Regions from separate parts of the Ovis aries genome. Here region 1 is linked to region 2. Evidence: chromatin contacts called from public Hi-C data. All regions are on one chromosome and are shown on one strand. Each heading gives the region's core, a stretch centred on a gene start, on an enhancer-like site or on the middle of the called end of the contact. The rest is flanking DNA. Distances are from core to core; before and after follow the strand shown. Region 1 has its middle 260 kb from the start of TBC1D1. Region 2 overlaps TBC1D1 (TBC1 domain family member 1).

What was found. Hi-C and Micro-C count contacts between places; a contact is called where the count stands out from the background.
Region 1: a Hi-C map of liver shows a contact between it and region 2, with 4 times the contacts expected there. The contact joins two enhancer-like sites. A contact is called at or near these places in 5 of 16 Hi-C or Micro-C datasets (liver, mixed tissues, omental adipose tissue and 2 more).

What each region holds. Positions count from the first base shown.
Region 1 is chr6:58,179,136-58,185,376 of ARS-UI_Ramb_v3.0, forward strand. No RefSeq gene overlaps it. Among named protein-coding and RNA genes, the nearest start is that of TBC1D1, 260 kb to the left of the region's middle. Within about 2 kb of position 4,091, at least 30 of the 54 cell types and tissues checked have an H3K27ac peak or open chromatin away from gene starts, as enhancers often do. A contact at or near this core is called in liver, where this site is marked.
Region 2 is chr6:58,134,020-58,139,732 of ARS-UI_Ramb_v3.0, forward strand. All of the region lies in intron 18 of TBC1D1 (TBC1 domain family member 1), which reads left to right. Among named protein-coding and RNA genes, the nearest start is that of TBC1D1, 220 kb to the left of the region's middle. Within about 2 kb of position 2,017, at least 13 of the 54 cell types and tissues checked have an H3K27ac peak or open chromatin away from gene starts, as enhancers often do. A contact at or near this core is called in liver, where this site is marked.

The sequences.
Region 1 (6,241 bases), core at 2,841-5,340, 47 kb after region 2:
ATGCTAGGGGACACAGGCAGGAAGGATGGAAGGAAATGGAAATTAAGTTGTATTGGTTACTTCTAGTGCCAATAATGACCAGTAGGCTTAATCTCAGAAGCAATGCTGATTGATTGGTAGTGGCTAGGCCTGGAATGCTGTGTTAAGAAGGATTCCGAGGTCCAGTCTGTCTTCCAGAGTAGACAGTGCTGGAATAGGTTCAGAGTGCACCATGCTCCCAGCCCAGGGCCAGTTAGATGAAGGAGACAAAGGAAGGATTGGCCTGATACCCACCCAAGGTGGACCGGAGTGAGAAGAGCTGGGCCTGGTTAGGAGGGAATGGCAGAACCGTAGGAAAGAGGGCTTGTTCTGGGCAGTAACTGTAGCTCTGCCAGGAAAAGCAATGACACCTCTAGCACACAGGAAGCCCCCCTGCTCTGGGCCTGGCTGCATTTTTCGCAGCATCCTGATCCCTTGGTGGCACTAGTGGTAAAGATCCTGCCTGCCAATGCAGGAGACATAAGAGATGTGAGTTTGATCCCTGGGTCGGGAAGATCCCCTGGAGGAGGGCATGGCAACCCACTCCACTAATCTTGCCTGGAGAATCCCAGGGAGAGAGGAGCCTGGAGGCCAAAAGTCCATAGAGTCGCAAAGAATTGGACACAGCTGAAATGACTTAGCGTACCTGATCCCTTGGGTCCTTTGTGATAGTGAATGAAAACTTCCCTGGGCCATCTGTTGAAACACTGGAAACTCTAGAGTGATGGAAGGCAAAGCTTTGCAGGTCAGTCTTGGAATCTTAATTCCACCCCTGAAAAGCTGTTTGCACCCCCAGAATCCTTCCAAGCCTCCGTTTCTCACCTGAAAAATGGAATAAAAACACATCTTACAGGATGGCAGGGAGGATTAAATATTAAATAAAGAGCCTGGTTGATAGCAACACTTCCTAAATGGTTTCTATTTTTATAAAAATGCCCTTGGTTTTACATTGGCTTTAGGCTTTCTAGGCTACTATCGGTCAATCAATATTTATTACTTACTTAGTAGGTACAAAAGGGAACAGAAAGAGATCTAAGATCTAGGGCAACAGAAAAGACACAGGACAGAGAACCTTGGGGTTGGAACAAGTGGCTGGTTTCTACCCGACTTCAGGAAGAGGTGGGGAGTTTGGAACCGGTGAACATTTGAGGACAAACAGTAACGATTTCCCTTTTCCCAGCTGTAAGTTTGGGACAGCCCTCCCTTTTCCTGTGTGGGCTTTTGTGTTCTTCGGAGAAGGGACCAGTGATTCTGAGAAGTGGACGAGAGAAGGTCCCAATGGCTGCTTACAAAGTCATGACTCAAGACCCAGAGTGTTTTCTGGATTGTTGTTGTTGTTTAATTGCTCAGTATTGTCTGACTCTTTGTGACCCCATGGACTGTAGGCCACCAGCCTCCTCTGTCCATGGGATTTCCCAGCAAGAATACTGGAGTGGGTTGCCATTTCCTTCCCCAGAGGATCTTCCCCACCCAGGGATCGAACCTGGGTCTCCCGCATTGGCAGGTGGGTTCTTTACCATCTGAGCCACCAGGGAAACACTTTCCGGATTTACCTGTATTAAAGAATTTTTTGTTTTTTGGTTTCATTGAGGAGAGCTCTTGGGGGAGAATGTGGGGTGGGGTAGGGGGGCTACAGGGGTCTCCTGTGGCTCTCTGAGGAAGGCAGCCTGAGCTGAGGAAGCCCTGTGTGTGGGCGGGGGCGATCACCACCAGAAGGAATAAAAACACAAGGAGAAGCCAGCCCCGTTCAGCGGACCACGGGAAGGTCTGCTCTGTTGTTTGAAGCTTTTCTCTAGTCTGTGGCAAGCCTGCAGATTCAGTAACGACCACAGCTGTGCTTGGGCCCAGGCTTTTCCTGGGAGGCCTGTCCGCCTTCAGAGCAGGAGCAGAAGCAGCTGGTGTGGCCGCCCTCCTCCCAGCTCTCTCTCCAGTTTCTGAACAGTGTCGGGATCAGCCGTGCTTGGGATGCTCATCCGTCCAGAGATTTTATCAGACTTCTGATGAATCTAATTCCGGTGAAAGGGAGCAGAGGAAAACGAGCTGTTTAGGTTCATGGACAATGTATTTCTGGGCAAGAAATGTGACTCTGTCCCCTTCTGTTGAAGTAAGTTTGAAAGTGTCAAATAGTTTTTTCATTTAGGTCTTCACTATGGGAAGGCAGAGAACCACGGAGAAGATTCGGGTTTTCCAGACCCTGTAAAGGGGACAGCTGGCCACTGCAGGGATCGCTTCCTCATCTCTGAATTCCCCTGGTTAGTTGTCTTCCTACTTCATGCTCTGAACCAGGAGCAGCAAAAGGAAGGAAAAGCAGGGCAAGTGGCTGGCTCTAGAGTGACTGCTAAGGGCTCTGACCTCAGTGCACAGCTGGGGTGTGGGGGTGGGGTGGCCTGCAGCTGGTCTTGGTGGGGCTCCTGGGGGAGCCCCTGCTCGGCTAAGGCCCACTGACCTTCTAGTGTCTATGGGAGTCTCACTTTCCTCATCCAGCACAAGAAGGCTTGGGCGAGGGCATGTGTTGTTCATTCATTCACAGATCTATTTATTTATTCATCCATCTAACTTTTTTTTTTTTTTTTAACACACTGACTCTGCCAAGAACTGGGGGTATGGAAACAAACAAGACTGGATTCCTGCCCTCTGGGACTCACAACCTTGTGGGCAAGGTAGATCAATATGCAAATCAATCTAGAAAAGTCATCTGCAGGTTAACGGGAATGTGTAAGAGCCTAGCCCTGCCTGAGAATGAGGAGAAAGTTGATCTTGAAGGATGGGTTAAGGATGCCAGGAGGGTGGAAGAGTCTGGAGCTTGCAAAAGAGCTTTGCCTGAGAACAATGGCAAGGTTGAGAGGTTTTCAGAGCAGGGAGTGAAAACTAAAGAGGGCAACGTGGACTATCCAGTTCTCAGCATGCAGCTGAGATTCCAGTTTCTCAAGAAAGGAATTTTTCCTTTCTCCAAACTCTGAGAACCCTTGAATCTTTGTATCAGGGTCTCCCAACACTGTTTATAGACCACAGATCAGGTGATTGACATTCATTTTACCAGGGCAGATGTGGGAAGACATTTCTTGTTGCTTTTTCCTGCATAGACTCTTTGATGAAGGCTGTTGTGAGTCTTATCCTTTATGGGGTCAAGCCTCCTTGGAGAATGAAGGAGGGTGATAAGCCATCTCCCCAGAAAATGCATAGTTTTCCACAAAATTTCAAGTGTTTTGAGAACCATCCCCCATTCGAAACCCTCCCACACACTACAGATAAAGAACTGCCCGCAACCCCACCTGACCTCAGACTGTGGATCTGGGGATTGGAAAAGCCTAGTGTGGACACAGAGCTGCACGGGGACTGGCCCTGATGTGGGCGTTCAGCTTAGAGACTCTTTGAGTGTAGTTCACCTACAGACAGAGCTCGGAAAGGAAACTGAATCCTTTTGCAGAAGGCTTCAGCAGGGCCGATACTAGCATGAGGCAAATGAAACCTTTGCAGTGGGTGTAAATCATAAAGGAGAGGGTGCCAAACAATTCAGTAACGAGATATGTAATATTTTAATGCACTTTAAAAAGTCAAAATAGATGCAAAAATCCATGATGAATACAGTTTCACAATTTTCCGCAAAGATGGGATGTACTGTACTTGCATGGCCCTGCCCCTCTTGCCCCACCCTCATCCCAGCCCCTATTTGGAAACAAGAACTGCACAGCCTTAAAGTCCCAAACTTGTATTTGAATAAGACCTTGAGTGTCAGTATCTGGGCTTCCCTGGTAGCTCAGTGGTAAAAAAACCTGCCTGCCAACTGCAGGAAACACGGGTTCAGTCCTTGGGTGGGGAAGAATCTCCTGGAGAAGGGAATGGCGACCCACTCCCGTGTTCTTGCCTGAGAAATCCCATGGACAGAGGAGCCTGGCGGGGTCACAAAAGAGTCAGATACCACTGAACAACTAAACACTGAGTGTCAGTAAGTTGATGCCTGGACGCTGCTGAGGTGTTTCTGTGAACACTGATTGATTCCTTGGCCAGGCTTAAGCCTCTCCGCCTGCCGGCCCACGTTGGCCCAAGGAACATGTGTTGGCAGTGACTCAGACATTCCAGCAGGTGGCACTCTTGCTCCAACCAGGTCCCCTGAAAAGGGGCGTCTTAGCCAAACTAAAGGGATTCAAGCTAGTTGCTTTTTGCCAGTTGTTTTTTGAAGGGCCAGGAAGAATCCCGAGCAGGTATTGTGGGGGTAAAGGGAGGTGCTCTATAAAGAGGATTGGAGGAAGAATCTGGAGAGCCAGAGCAAGGTAGAGCCTTATAACAGGCTGTGCTTCTCTTTAGCAAGCGAGGAAAATGAGAATTTCAAACCTCTTTCTGTTCTCAGATGCAGTATTGACACACGTGGCACGGGAGAGCAGAACAGGACGAATGGTTTTCTGTGAAGCATGGCCGGGTGGCAAGAGCTCCCTACTTACCTGCAGTGTTGCTCCACTTGCCAGCTGTGACCTTGGACACTGCAAGCCTGAGATGGTTCATCTTTAAAGGGGGATTACTGCAGCTGCCCTGATGGAGGGTTGTTGGAGGCTTGCTGGAGGATTAAAGAAACTGATGACCAAAAGGCTACTAGTACCAAGTGCGTGTTCAGTCAACTCGCTGCTGCGATGGACTTGTAGGCGAAGGCTAAGCAGCGAGGTTTTGTGGCCTTCCTTGTCTGTCACATTAATTTAAAAGATGACCTCAGAGTGACCCAGAGACATAACTTGATAAGGAACCATGGCTTGAGCAGAAGCAGCCAGAAGAATTTCCCACCTGGATCGAGTTTCACAGGTGTGATTTTTGAACCAGGAAATCAAACTGGGTTCTCTGGCAGTACTGTCTCACCCTCAAGACCTGGGAAACGTCTGACCACCAGGTGACAGGTCCCACTTAAGCTGTGCATTGTTGCAGAAAGTATCCATTTACACATAGGTATATCAGAGCCTTCCCATGAAACCACTGTGTCTCCCTGCAGTTCTGAAATCCTGACCTCTCAAAGATGCCCCCAGATGAACTGTTCTCCACTAAGAATGAAATAAATCAGTGATGGTTCCTTCTTATTGAAGCTTACTTCATGGCAGTTACTTTAATAAGTACTTTACATGCATTCATTCATTTATGCCTGGAAACCAACCAGAGAGGTAATCAAACCAATTTTACAGACATGTAAATTTAGGTTTGGGGCTTCCCAGGTGACACAGTGGTAAAGAATCCCCCTGCCAATGTAGGAGATGCAAGAGACTCGGGTTTGATCCCTGGGTCAGGAAGATGCCCTGGAATAGGATATGGCAACCCCCTCCAGTGTTTCTTGCCTGGAAAATTTCATGGATAGAGATCCTGGTGGGCTACAGTCTATGGGGTCGCAAAGAGTTATACATGACTGAACACACACACACACACAAATTTAGATTTAGGGAAACTCAGTACTCTTGCCTGGAAAATCCTGTGGACGGAGGAGCCTGGTGGGCTGCAGTCGGACACGACTGAGCGACTTCACTTTCACTTTTCACTTTCATGTATTGGAGAAGGCAATGGCAACCCACTCCAGTGTTCTTGCCTGGAGAATCCCAGGGACGGCGGAGCCTGGTGGGCTGCTGTCTATGGGGTCGCATGGAGTCAGACACGACTGAAGTGACTTAGCAGCAGCAGCAGTACTGGGTCAGGCTTCCCTGGTGGCTCAGATGGTGAAGAATCTGCCTGCAATGCGGGAGACCTGGGTTCAATCCCCGGGTTGGGAACATACCTTGGAGGAGGATATGGCAACCCATTCCAGTATTCTTCTCTGGAGAATCCCTGACAGAGGATACTGGCAGGCTGCAGTCCATGGGGTTGCAAAGAGTCAAACACGACTGAGCAACTCAGCACAGCACAATACTGGCTCCTTCAGCCAGGAATTGGTATAAACTTAGGTCTGACTTCCAAATCTATCTATGTATCTATCAATCTATCCATCAATGTATCTATCATCCATTTATTTGATACATTAAATACTAACTATTCTGATCTATTAATTAAAGCAAGTTCCTCTGAGGCACTGAGGGCCTAGGGAAACGTTTGTTGGTCTCGATTTGAGGCTTCTTTCTTGAACATATAGAGATAGTCATAGCTGTATCTTTGCAGATACATATATACATAACACATACAGGTGACTTTCTAAGGAGCATGTTCTTACTCAGAGGCCCCGTAGCCCAGATGACAGTGCACTCTGGTGTCAGCTACTCTT
Region 2 (5,713 bases), core at 767-3,266:
TCAGGAAGACTCTTCCAGTAATGATTGCTGACCATACAGGACTGAACTGCCTTGCAGAAGGTGAGGTCACCCTTGAGAGTGTCCTGAGGCCAGATGGCTGAGTGCTGCGGAAGGGATCTCAGCACTGGGCCACTGCAGACTCAGCGGCCGGGCCTCTCATAAGCCCAACACTTACAGCAATTATGTTAAAACCAATAGTGAAATAAAGATATGTTTTTAAAAAGTCTGAGAATTCCTGCTCATCTGAGAGTGGTGGGCTGCACGCACAAACGCAGCAGTTTGTGGTTCCATTTGCTGCTCCTCCTTTGGTGCCGAACCCAGAAAAGGAGGCACGTCCAGCCTGAGAGAGAGGGTTTTGCCCCGGTGCCGCTTTGGGTCTCTGCACATTTCATTTACTTATGTGAAGGAGCAGTGCTTTTCAACTCTGCACTTTCTTTTTTACTTCCCTGGCGCCTTCCTCTCAGTGTGAATCGCTCTGACTTATTGACGCCCTACTTTTTGCCAGGTTCTGAGCAACTCTGCATATACACACCTGAGCTTATTCAGTCATGACCTCCTGAGAAGACAGCTGGTTTTAACTCATGAGAAACCTAGGGTTCAGAGTGGTTAATTAGCTGGCCCACAGTCACATGGCCAAGAAGTGGAAAGGTGTTGTTTCAGACTGAGGCTCTCTCATGGCAAATGCTTTAGCAACTACTCAGCTCCACCAAGTGCCTCCAGGTATCATTTAATCAGAGTTTTCCAGTATTGTCCGTTAAGACAGAATCCTCCACCCTGTGATACTTTCCTTTCTGACCTTGCTGAGCATTTACTGTCTTTCAGAGCATTCATTGTGCATCCTTCTGTGTTTTGGCTGCTGGGGCGAACCCAAGAGCCTTGGTTCCCTAAACCCAAGTCTGTGCCGGTGACCACCTTGACCTGCTGCCTGGGCTCAAAGGCGGGCAGCCTTGCTGATGTTATTACCTTCTGGATATTGAGCCCCAGGAAAAAAAAAAAATCCCGTTTTCCTCCCCTCTTCTCTAAAGGATACTCACTAGGATGTGAGGATGTTCTTTAAATGTTGGAAGAATAGAAATGGTCACAGCGTGGAGAGAGGACAGTTGTGTGTGTGTGTGTGTACCTGAGTTATTTTAGGTACATGTTTTGAATTTGGTAATCTTTTAGTCCCTCGGCTCCCTAACAACTCTTGGGCACAGTGTATGGCTTCATAATCTTCATTTTCATTGCTGGGACACTGGGCACAGAGGGAGTAAATGCCCAGCACCCTGTATAGGGTGGCAGAACCAAGAGTGTAATAGACTCTGGGACACCAGGGCCCATCCTATGCAGAAAAGGAGTGTGTAACACAGTGATGATTGCAAGTGTGGTGGGAGTTCCAGGAGTGTGTGTGCAAGGGCTGCAGGAGCAGGCTGTGCAAGGAGTGAGCAGTGAGCAGGCCTGGCAGGGAGCTGAGGGAATTGGGTTCAGCCAGGCCTCTTCTAGGAGGAGGCAATGGCACTCCACTCCAGTACTCTTGCCTGGAAAATCCCATGGACAGAGGAGCATGGCAGGCTGCAGTCCACGGGGTCACAAAGCTTTATTGCACAGGGCCAGGGAGAAAGTGTTTCAGGCTTTGTGAGCCATAAGGTCATGTGAGGTAAGCTCAGTCTCTGGAGCCTGAAAGTGGCCAGAGCCAGTGTGCGTGTGGAGTGAAGTGACTGTGCTGCAATAAAGCTGTTTGCAGAGCATGCGGTGGGACAGCCCTGGCGCATGGGCTGCAGTCAACTGTCCCGCAGTTACAGCACGTGCAAAGCCACAGGGGTAAGAGACCTTCTAGGCACGGCTTCAGCTTTCTTGAGGGGAGGTGGGGGGTTGGATGTGGCATGTAGGGACACAGCACCTGCTTCTGAGGTCCAGGTTTTCAGCCTGTCACAGGTCTCGCTGGGAAACCAGATTCACGGTACCAGGCAGCTCTCGGCCCTTCTCCCCTCCCACACGGTCCATCTGGAACTTGACCTCTGTGGGCTGTCCAGCTTTCTGTTTTCTTGATGCCCCTCCCCTTCCTGCAGAGGGTGCTCTAGTCTCAAGTTCAGCTTAGAGGTACAACTTGGGAGAGCCTGCAGGGTGGAAATGATACTGTGTTCCTTGCACGTGGATGAGTTAATTGTTCTGTGTGTGAAAGGATGGAGCCGGGTGCACCCCTGAGATAGACAAGCTGCGTTTCACTAAATGCCTTCTCTGTGGAAACCTCTACTTGAGCCTCTGGGACACAGTCTGCATCCAGGGTGGGCAGAGTCACCAAGGACAGGGCCCTGCAGCTCCCGCTCAACACAGACAGGCTCGGAGCCGCCGCCGAGAGGCCAGCCCAGAGCTGACAGGGTCCCAGGCAAAGGGCTCTGGGGCAGCTGCTCAGTGTGACTTAAAGTTGTCAGTTGAATGTAAGCCTTAACAACCCGCTCTCAGGAAGGCGGAAGCCCTGGGAATAAACAGAAAGGAAGGGAAGGGACGTCAGGGCTGTCTCATCACAGGGCGTGCCCTGCAGCCTCAGGTCAGTGCAAGGAAGATTGCAGGGGAGCGGGGTTGGGAGGATGGAGCACATAGCCCACATTCAGCATCCTGCAGGCCCTGCCTCACGTGGGCTCCTGACCAGTACCACTGTCCTACTGCGTAGAACTTAACACAGAATCCAGTCCCGCCCCCCAGACCTGCTGAGTCAGAATCTGCCTTTCAGCAAGATCCCTGGGGTAGCCACACACACCTTGGAAAGGCTGCAGTGGGTGACTCCATCGTAAACACGCCAGACAGGTCTCGGTTCTGCTTGAGCTGGTAGGAGAGAAACCGGCATCTCACCAAAGCTCCCTTGTTCAGAAGATGCTCTTCAGAATCACAGTGGTGAGGCTGCCCCTTCTGCCTTGGGAGGAGTCCTCACGGCTCAGGCAGGTTGTGCCATTGAAAGCTTGTCAAAAGGCCAATCGCTGCCATACCAAGAGGGTAGGGATATGGCAGGGAGGCGTCCTTTACCCCTGGCATTGTTGAGAATTGCTTGCATTGCGGTGATAATAAAAAGCAGACCAACTTTCAGTTGGGTTTATTACTATTTTTAAATTCCCCACAGACACTGAACCCCTTTGATACCTGGGCAGATGCTCCACCATTGAGACTTCCCCCCACCCACCCCAGCTGGGGGGTAGGGGGTGGGGTGGGTGGAAAGTATGTGACTAGTTCTGTTCCCATCAAGGTTGATGGCTTCATTGTAATGTCCACAGACAGCAGAGAGAAAAAGACACTGAGTCTCCAATAGCAGATGAGCCGAGAATGGAAAGGAATTCACTAAAGGAGACTCATAGAGCAGACTAATAATAGCTGGGGAAGTATGTAGCTTTGTGCATAATTTAAATGTAAATAACGTATAGTTTTTTAGCTTCCTAGATTAACAGAATGAAACATTTTAATGCCAGTACCCAATTCCAAGGCTGTACTGTGTCTGGCACATTCTTAATGTTGCTAGTGGCATTGTATGTTGATTATTCCCATTTGGGAAGCAATTTGGCAGTGTGTATCATGAGCCAGTAAAATATTCCTATCCTTTGATTCAGTAATCCCATTTCTTGGAATGTATGCTTGGGAAATAAGCCAAAATAGGGGAAAAGCAGTACATACAAAGATGTTTAGAATTGTCATTTATAACAGAAACTTGCAAGTAACTAGAGAGCCAACATTCGATGACTGGATTAACATGATTATTGATGCATCAACTTGATAGAATACCACGAAGCCATTTATAATTACGGTTTTGAAGAATATACAGCAGTGTGAAAAAACATCCTTGGAGGACCAGGGTTCTGTCACTGCCAGCTGCATGCTGCCGCAGTCGGGGACACATTTCTGGGCATGACTGCAAGGCTGTGTGTGTTTTGGCACCAGGAGGTGGTGATGCAATTAAGCAGAGATGCCTGTGACCTGGGATGGTTCCTCGGGATTAACGGGGCCCTGCAAGAGCACTCCGCCCTGTGCACAGCCGAAAGCCCTTGACCTCAGCCCCTCTGCATCAAAGGCCCAAGGTTTCATCCCCGGGTGTTCCAGGTTAGGAGCTCACTTAAAAACCTGGGTGAAAGAAGAGACGTGTGTGTGCGTGTGCCGTTTTTCCCGAACTGTATTTGTGATTGCACATGAGTGTCTTGGTTTGCGTGTGTGCGGCCTTTGTGCTGAGCTGGTCAGAAGCTCCACAGTGCGGCAGCCTGCCATTCGTTGCAGCACAAGCTTGGGTGCGAGGGGTCTCGTGACAAGTGTGGGAAGCGGATCCCTTAGCTCAGCTTGCCAGGTGTGTGTCTCATGATTCCCACAGATGCTGGGAGGTAGGGGTTATCACCCCCAGGGGGGAGGCCAGGAACTGAGGCCAGGAAAGGTCAGCTAACTTGTTCACGGTCATTCAGGGAGTTGCCAGCCAAGCTCCCATTAGAGGGCTGCCTGAAAGCTCCTGGGTCAGTTTTCTTGACTGTGGAATAGAGATGATAATCCCTGCTGAGCTCAGGGTCACTCTGAGGGACAGGAGAGAATCAGATCAATACAGTCAACTACACATGTGCACACCACACATGTCACAGATCGGATGTGTAGCTTTTTTGTCCTGGAGTGACTGTGCCTAATTAGTATTAGCCACTGAATGAAAGCCAGGAAGCTGAAAAGTTTTTCTCAAGGAAGAGAAAATTTCTGGGAATGGTGAAAAAGTAAACATGGAGTTTTAAAATTGATTTCAGGAAAGATAGGGCTCATTCATGTTTAAATGCTAAGAGGATACCATCAAGGGAAATGAGTTTTTCATTGATTTTAACTGTGTTAGAGTTTCTTTCTGGAGGAAATGCTGTGAAGAGGCAGTTTCTGCTCTTGAAAATACTAATTTCATTCTCTAAACGTGTTCTGATCGTGCTGGCTTTTCTTACGTGGTGACTGAATTCTCAGAGGTATGCCGGGTTTTCACGCCTGGGGCAGCAGCGGCCTCTGCCTTCGGATCCCTTCCCTCTTCGGCCCTGCCTCGGTCCAGCTCACTCACCAAGAGAAAGTACAAACATGAACAGCTCGCTCACTCGTGCACTTTGGGGTTGTTTTTCACACGAGTGGTTTTTTTCATGACTGTTACTATTATGAGAAGAAAGGCAAGTCAGGCATTGTTTCGTATTCACTCATCTATGTGGGTGACATTTGGGTTTTGGCTCATTTCTTCATCTCTTATGTGCAGAGAAGGGTTTTTCAGTAAACAGTTCCATTACTTAGCTGTTCTTGTAACTCTGAAAACCCAGCTGAACTATAATTAAACTTTGACCTGGTGACTGGGCAAGTAGGGCTGTGATTCTTTTGTTTTATTCTGTCGTTGACCCATAGTTGATGTATCTAATAGAATTTTCAGAGAAAAGAGATCTGAGTACTGAAATAAGAATAAAAAAAGAAACTTTTTTAAGCTTTTTAAAAAATAAAGTTTTGGCTTTGAAAAATGGCATCAGAGACCTACACTGACAATTGTCATTGAGTCACTAAGACATGTCTTACTCTTTGTGGCCCCATGGACTGTAGGCTACCAGGCTCCTCTGTCCATGGGATTTCTCAGGCAATCGAACTGGGTTGCCATTTCCTTCTCCAGGGGATCTTTCTGACTGAGGGATCAAACCCAAGTCTCCTGCATTGGCCAGGGATTCTTTCACCTCTGAGCCACCACGGACGCCCTATACTTATTGTTTCT